Linked DNA regions of Anas platyrhynchos: region 2 is linked to region 1. A link is a contact called in public Hi-C data. All regions are on one chromosome and are shown on one strand. Each heading gives the region's core, a stretch centred on a gene start, on an enhancer-like site or on the middle of the called end of the contact. The rest is flanking DNA. Distances are from core to core; before and after follow the strand shown.

Region 1 (3,695 bases), core at 685-3,184:
GGGGGAGCCAAAAATATTCACTCAGGAAGGAAAAATTCACACAAGAGCCAATGAACAAAGCTTGAAAAGAGGGCAAGAAAAGATTTGCTCCTGGCTGTGGTCTATCAATGGCTTTCCAGAGGCTGGAAGAGGTGGAGTAAGAGACACCTTTTAAAAAATATGAGGGTATCTAACAGAAACATTGCCTTCAGATCCAGGCTCCAGACAGTGCTCACAGACCTCAGCCACAGGCGTTTCATCAGCTCCAAGAGATTCAGAGCTGTGCCCTTATCAATATTGTTTTTGAGGGTTCCTCTTCTTTAACAGAGGGAAGAACACGTCCTCCTGCCCGTGTCCTCAGGAGGGCTGACCACAGCCCTGCCTTTTGGTTTCACAGCTCTGACTGCAAAGATTTTCTTTGATGGTCTCTGTAACTATGCCCCCAAGGAAGCGTGACTGCTCTGTCTGCACCCACTTGAGCCATGGCACCCAAGTCCTGAGAACACCAACAATTTAAAGCAGGCTGGAGATGAAGCCATCATAACACCCCCATCACCACTACGAAGCTCATGTGTGCACCTCCTTCTAAATGAAGGCCAAAGTGTTCCCCGTGGGGTAGGACAGACCCAGAGACTTCATCCTCCTTCTCTCTGTAGCTGCAGACTTACAGGTAATTAGAATTGCACCGTGCCTTTTAACAATCCAGTTACTCTACCGCTGTCCAAACTGGAGACAAGATGGCAGGCACTGCGTGTACTCAGAACAACGTGTACTTCGGAGCAAGGAAAACAGGATTGATTTATTTTATTTGGGAACAATATTATGGTATTTGGCCAGACAAATGCTTCTGCTTCTTTTTAGCAAGGCTAATCGCACAGAGAAAATCAGAATGTCTCTGAATTCCCAGTTCCTTCATACACGGTGGCTAAAGCATCTCGCAGTACATAAATATAAATAGGCCGGGTGGCAAGTTTCCCTGACAACCTCCTTAAAGAATAAAAATTATATTCCCTTATCATAATGTAGCATCAGAGATCTGCACATGACAAAAAGATAGCAAGGGCAGAGAGAATTGGCACTGAGGAAACAAGATGTGCACTCTAACAGCTGCTTGGAAGACTGTCTACAGGAAAATAAACATGGACAAAAGACTGGAGAATGAATGGGGAGCAAACAAACGCTTACAACCTTCGCAGTCCTTATCTCCATACATTTATGTTACATAAAGCACACGTTGGATCTGAGTCTGTGTTGCTCCCTAGTTTATATGTAATAGGATACTAAAATTCAGTAAGTGCTCAAGTAAATACTAAGATATACGTAGTATGTGCCCCTTGGCTAAATGCTGCTTTATTTCTTCAGAGATTCTCCTTCCACAACGTGTGTGCTGTGTTTCAGCTGAAGGACATAATTTATCAGCAAATGGTTTTCTTAAAAACTAGCCACGTTTACCTGTGAATTAACTAGGTTAATGTATAAACGCGTCTACTGGTCCTAAAGAGGCACCATGGCTGCAGACAGACCATTTGTAAGAACACTAGCAGGAACAGAAACATTTTCTCTTCCACGTTTCAAACTCAGATACATTTCAGCACTTAGGTGGGAGGAATTTACTGTGTAGTTCCCCTAATCCAGATAATTGTAATGAATTAGGCAGTTTTCTCATCAGCTTCTCTTTATGGTTGTCAGATGGGGGCATAACGATGCAATTCATCCTTCTAAAATGTATAAAATGATTTTATGTTTGCTGCTTTTTAAAATGGCCCCGTAATACTTTTTTTTTTTAATTAATCATAAGAAAGAGTTGGGCAAAAATTGTCTTGGCTTCGTTGCCTTTAGCAAACAGGCAGTAAATCCTGTCGTTGTCACTAGAGGGCGGGGAACAGTCTTGGAGGAGAAACAGAGCCAGGGACCCTCCATTAGCAGCACCGCATCAACCGGTGCCAGGAGTTATTTTGTTGTCTTGGAGAAGATGACCACATCCAGCCCCACCACCTACCTCCTGCTGAGTGCATTGTGGGGACGGTTTCTGCACGGCTCCTGTGCAGACAGAAACACAACTGCCATGCTGAGCTGGCAATCGAGCTTTGATTCTCCAATCTTTTATTTACTTATAAAAGCACAGTGAGTAAGTGACGTCAGTACAGATACACCAGCACCAAGTGAGGGCTGAATCAGGCCTCAGCCTCTCCAAGTGCCAATGAACACCGTCAGTGAATTGACCTAGATATTTTTCATTCATTTTCATTCCTTTAATTCATCTTCAGCCCTGCATTAAGTTAAAAAGCTCTGTGTGTGTGCACGCATGTATACGTTTCTATTACACAGATACATACCCCATTATCAATACCCTGGAGCCCTCCAGTTCCCGCTCTCAATATAGTTTTGATATGCAGAACGCTTTAACTACCCCTGTGATCTCTTCTACTTTGAGACAGTTTTGATTAAAAGTCTTAGCATTCATTTCCTGCTTCCTCGTCTGGATGTTTGAAGTACCAATTAAGCCAACAGATGCAATGAACATGTATTATTCAAAATCTCCACCAGTTGTGGCTACAGGTCACCCTTGATGAGTTTGTGTTCTGAATTTCCTTCCTTTTTTTTTCTCTTTTAATAATTCAAATTTTTCTAATTGCTTTTCAAAAACAAGTAGATGAAAATGACTTGTTACTTTGATATTTATGGAGCTTTTAACATCCACCTGTAGCCTCAAATCTCTAAATATTTGACATTCAAAGTTACAATTAAAAGCGTAGCACTTTGACTGCAAGAAGACCTTGGTGCATACATTTCCATTCATTACTTTCAAAGTTTTTGCTCCAGTAATACAACTGACTGATTAGCCCTCAAGATCTTGTTGTCAAGACAGCAACAAGGGAATTAACTGAAAAAGGGGAAGGAGCAACAGCACCGAGACCAGGAACAGTTGAACTCTTGCCCTTTCCATTAAAAAGTTAATGCTACGTCTTGCCTGGGGCATGGCCTTTTGCCTTTCTGTTCCCAACGGTAAGATGGGAAGACTAATTTAGATAAATTTTCAAGTCACTTAAATAGATGCAGGCTCCTGAATCCCTGAACCTTGACTAGAATCCAGGCACCAACCTTCCCCTGGAAGATCTTTCCCAGCAGGGATAAAGTCCATTGGCTGCCAGGTGTTAAACACAAATGAAGCATGGTGATGCTACACATCTAAGAATCATCACAGAGATAACATTTCTGAGCAACTGTTTCTACCTGGTGATCTATACAGCTGCCCATGACATTGTCGGACTTATTAAAGCAGGCTCTATGCTTTGATGATGAAAATTACAGCCCAATCTTACTGATTCCCACAAAGGAGTGAGGAAAACCATTGCAAGTAAGAAAATTATGCAAATTATGCAAAAAAAAAAAAAAGAAGAAGTGAGCAAAAATCAAAAGTTACTGAATCACAAAATGGGAATGCTTAACATATTTTTGCAGTTGCCTTTCAATAAGAAAGCCCCAGCAACACCTAAGTTTTACTGACGCTCCCAAAATAACTGCAATCAAACAGAAAAGAAACCATTAGCTGTATTATTGGGACGTGATTTGTTGTGTTTTGTTTTTTTTCTAGTGTATAGTAAAAGACAGATTAGCAGACTTTTAAGGAAAGGTGCCTTTTGCCATCAGAGACCTCTCCACAAGATTTGTGTGTTACCTGTCCTGGCTGTTAGAGACAGAAGGGATAAACCATC
Region 2 (3,934 bases), core at 742-3,241, 78 kb after region 1:
GCCCTGCATCTGGGTGTTCATGTGGGCATGTACACACTTGTGTGCGGAAGGGGGAAGGCAAATAAAGCCAGAAAACAACATAATGTCCAAAGACATTCATTATTTTTTCCAGCAATTACGTGAAGTCCACAAGTTTAATTAAAATTATTAATATCAGAGCAGACAAGGGCTTTCTGTTCTTCAAGGGCTCCGTTGGAAGCTGAAGATCTCGGCTGGACCATCACTGTGGAAGGCAGCATACTCCCCTCTTGGTGTTATAGAAATATAATGAATATTACCATATCAGATGGTAATCAGATAGGCTCTTGTCCCTGCTGTGTGGCATTAATGCTCCTAGAGAGGCCCTGGCTCTGTACCATGGCCTTCATGAGAAGTCTGCATGGCAGTGTGGGGGCATGGGACCACCTCAAGAAGCCACCTTTGAACATCCACCAGAGTACATTCCCTAAATTTTGGGCACTGTAATGTCCACAGCCATTACAGCGACTGACAGCCTCAGAATTAGGCTCCTGGCAGGGTCAGCAGGTGGGGTGGGGTGTCCCAACAGGTGATGCAGTGCTCCTGTGCACTGAGCAAGGGCCACAAGGTCCTGAGCTCCAAACCCTCTCCTCTTTCCTGTACTTCTTCACCCTCCTGAAGTTCAAACAGCCTTCGAAGGGAGGAGATGTTTTACTGAGCTGAGTACTACTTTCACCTGAGCAGCCAAAGGAAAAGGCAGAGATAACCATCCCCCTTTTACCTGATAATTTAGTGACTGGAGGACTCGCCCCCAAAATGGGAGACCACCTCTCAATTCCTCCTCCTCAGCGTGATCATAATCCAGGCTTTCCTCCACCCACCCACACATACCCTCAGGCTTTCTCTCTTCCTGCCTTCCTGTCTAAGCCCAGCTCTCCTCTTGACAGCCCCAGTCTTGGTGGTTAGAGAATATAAATGCTAATGAGAACCGTGGGTTTGAACGCCCTCGGGCTGAGCAGAGCGCTGGATCCAGGTGCTTCCCAACGCTACAGGAGAATGCCAACCATCGAGCTCATTTCCAGTGGCAAGAAGATGTGTCACCATTACAAGTCACATTCTCATGGCAGCAGCTGCAGTGCCTGCTGGTGAGCTCAGAGCTAGTCATACGGGTAAAAAGAGGGTGAAACCTGGTGGATTTTAGGGCTTTTTATGCTGGAAGTCTAGACTGTGAGGGAGTTCACATGTGCCTACTTTTTCAGTGCATTCCCTTCATTTCATAGGCAATACAGGTACTTCAGATTTTGGCTGTGCAGAAGAGAAGGTATTTGGGGTTGCTTTCTGGATCTAAGGCAGCTACATTTCATCAAAATCCAGTTTCAAGCACTCTGACTCTCACTGAAAGTTGCTTGTAAAACAGATACCCAAAAGCCTTATGTCACAATAGCAATAAAGTGTCTTGGTTTATTGGAATAGGAATTAGAAATGGAATTAAATGGAATTAAATGGAATTTTAAATGAACCCAAGCTAAACATGGGAAGACAAATATTATAATTCTTCCACTGTGCTTCAAATTGTGTGTTTCATGCCTAGTTTTAAGCCTTGGAGCTTAGCTGTTATCCACTGCCCCAGGACAGTTCAGCAAATCCCTTTTTCTAAAGGTGATTCATATAACAACGCAAATTTAGCCCTGGTATAATTCAGCTGCTTTCAATCCTAAGAGTTTATTTTGCTTGCTGTGTGTTCCCAGACTGGGAAAAGACCGAGGAAACTATATTTAAGAATTCTGTCTATGTGAAGGGAAGGGACAGCACCAGCATCTCTATGTTAAAGCCCAGGCACATCCACAAGCTCTGTGGGATATTTAGTGTACCGCATCCTAAGGAACTGCATCTCTCAGAGAATCTCCCAAGATTAACGCTCAGAGCATACTGTGCAACCTTGGGAAAAGCACTTTCTCTGGCTATATCTGTAGTATAAATGAACCCCTGCCAGGGGATGTTCCAGGGCATTGGAATTCAATCCTTTATAAACTGTTGACATAATCCTTGGCATTGGTTTCACTGAAGCCAACTGGCAGCATTGCTGAGGAGTTAGCACAACCCCAGGCCGTTCCCCATAGACATGTAGACGGCAGCCACTCTGCTTCGGAGGGAAACACATGAACACAGGCTGCTCCATGCCAACTGAGGGCCTGGGCATGTTTTGTTGACTAGTATAAACGCAGCCAATGCACCTAAAATGGGGATAATGCATCATTTCCCATTTTAAAGCGCTTTGTGACTTAAGGATGCAACTACCGCTATAAACCTTGTGGACACATAGCCACAATGACTACAAGACTATTGGAAAGTATGTGTAAGTATTGGTGTCTTTCACATCTCAGAGTACAGAGTAACCAAACAGCTGCCAGAAAACATATCCTACAGGAAGCTCAAGCTCACACCTACAGGTAATGTGTGCCAACAAAAAAACAGAAAAGGGAAAATAGCAATGGGTCCCACAGGGGCAAGATTTCTAATTTCCTGCTCTCTCCAAGTGCATGAGAAAAGATGTTCATGCACTGATGCACTGATGGGCTTGCAGTAGCAGAACATACTTCATTCTCTCTCTCTCTTTTGATGGCGATATAGGAGTAAACTACCTTAAAAAACGGCAGCTCTTAAAAAAAAAAAAAAAAAAAAAAAAAAAAAAAGCAGATGCTTAGATGCTTCATTGCATTCAGTAATTATTAAATTAGATGGATTATTAGCTAGCTAGTAGGCTACATTTTAAAAAGTATTCTTTTGACCAAGTGTTCCTGAAGACTATTATGAACTGTTCAGCTCCAAACCTTTCTTCTGCTCAGAGTATTCCCAATGCTGCAACTGTTCTACAGCTTTTACAGACAACTGTACTTTTCAGAAAAGCAGAAATATTCTGAAATTTTGCTACGTTTGGTTACATCTGTCTCAGATCTTCACAGGACTCCAGACACACCTTCTTCACTTCTCCAGTAGCATTGCTTTTGACTGACAGAGCTTGAATCTACACCCAACTCAGCTTTTTTCATAGCTAAACCACTGCACAGGTTCATAAAACTCATGGCCAGTTGGCACTAGCTCCTTCCTACAGTATATGATACCAGCCGTTCAAAGCAGAATAACTCCTGCTTCACACTATTCAAGGCCTATTTTGTTCTGTTTTTAACCCTGCATCCAGCCACAGGCTTATTTCAGGCCTGAAAATATGATGCCACTTGGTACCATTCACGGGAGATTCAGCACCTGCAGGCTCAAGCTATGAGTCAAGAAAGGCAATTACGGAAAAGTAATTTATGCACAGAGCAAGAAGAGTGAGTGGTAGTACGTTGGAGTAGCGTGATTATCTTATTCAGAGAAGTGCCAGAAAGGTGAGGGTAGCAGCGTGGTTCACTAGAGGCATGAGCAGGAGACAATGTAGGTAGGTAGGTATGCAAGCTAAAAAGAACACACTTTTAAATATCATGGGAAAGAAAAATGTATCTTGTATTTTCACTGAAGAAGGAGAGAAGTGGTTCAAGTCACACTGCCTTCACAAAGCATGAAGATTAAACCACATCACTTGCATTTAATAGTCAAACTGTTGCAAGCAGCAGAAGGGGGTGGTCTGGGGTGGCTGGGCTCGCAGTGCCTGGCTCGCTCCCGTGCTGGGGAAGGCATCCCAAAAGGAGCAGCTCCCACACACCTTCCTCAGGATGGGTTTCAGCAACACGCCATGGCCAGCTGGGCTTAGCGGCATGGGTGACTGCTGCTTCTGATTTTCTGAAGTAAGGACATAAGGCGTGAGGGGGAAGACTGATGAGGAGGAGGAGAGTGGCTTGCTGCAAGCAAGGGAGAAACATAAACAAGTATCCATGCTTCCAGCTCTGTGTGGGACACCGTGGGCCGTGCACATAAAGGGTCAGGAACATAAAGGACAGCACCGGTCGGAGACACGCTGCCCACCGCCATGAGGCCA

Evidence for each region. Hi-C and Micro-C count contacts between places; a contact is called where the count stands out from the background.
Region 2: a contact with region 1 is called in a Hi-C map of F1 follicle, with 2.2 times the contacts expected there. The contact joins two enhancer-like sites. A contact is called at or near these places in 5 of 8 Hi-C or Micro-C datasets (F1 follicle, liver, skeletal muscle and 1 more).

What each region holds. Positions count from the first base shown.
Region 1 is chr2:21,554,672-21,558,366 of IASCAAS_PekinDuck_T2T, forward strand. All of the region lies in intron 9 of GRHL2 (grainyhead like transcription factor 2), which reads right to left. Among named protein-coding and RNA genes, the nearest start is that of GRHL2, 40 kb to the right of the region's middle. Within about 2 kb of position 1,935, at least 1 of the 8 cell types and tissues checked has an H3K27ac peak or open chromatin away from gene starts, as enhancers often do. A contact at or near this core is called in F1 follicle, where this site is marked.
Region 2 is chr2:21,632,615-21,636,548 of IASCAAS_PekinDuck_T2T, forward strand. No RefSeq gene overlaps it. Among named protein-coding and RNA genes, the nearest start is that of TRNAM-CAU, 7.5 kb to the left of the region's middle. Within about 2 kb of position 1,992, at least 1 of the 8 cell types and tissues checked has an H3K27ac peak or open chromatin away from gene starts, as enhancers often do. A contact at or near this core is called in F1 follicle, where this site is marked.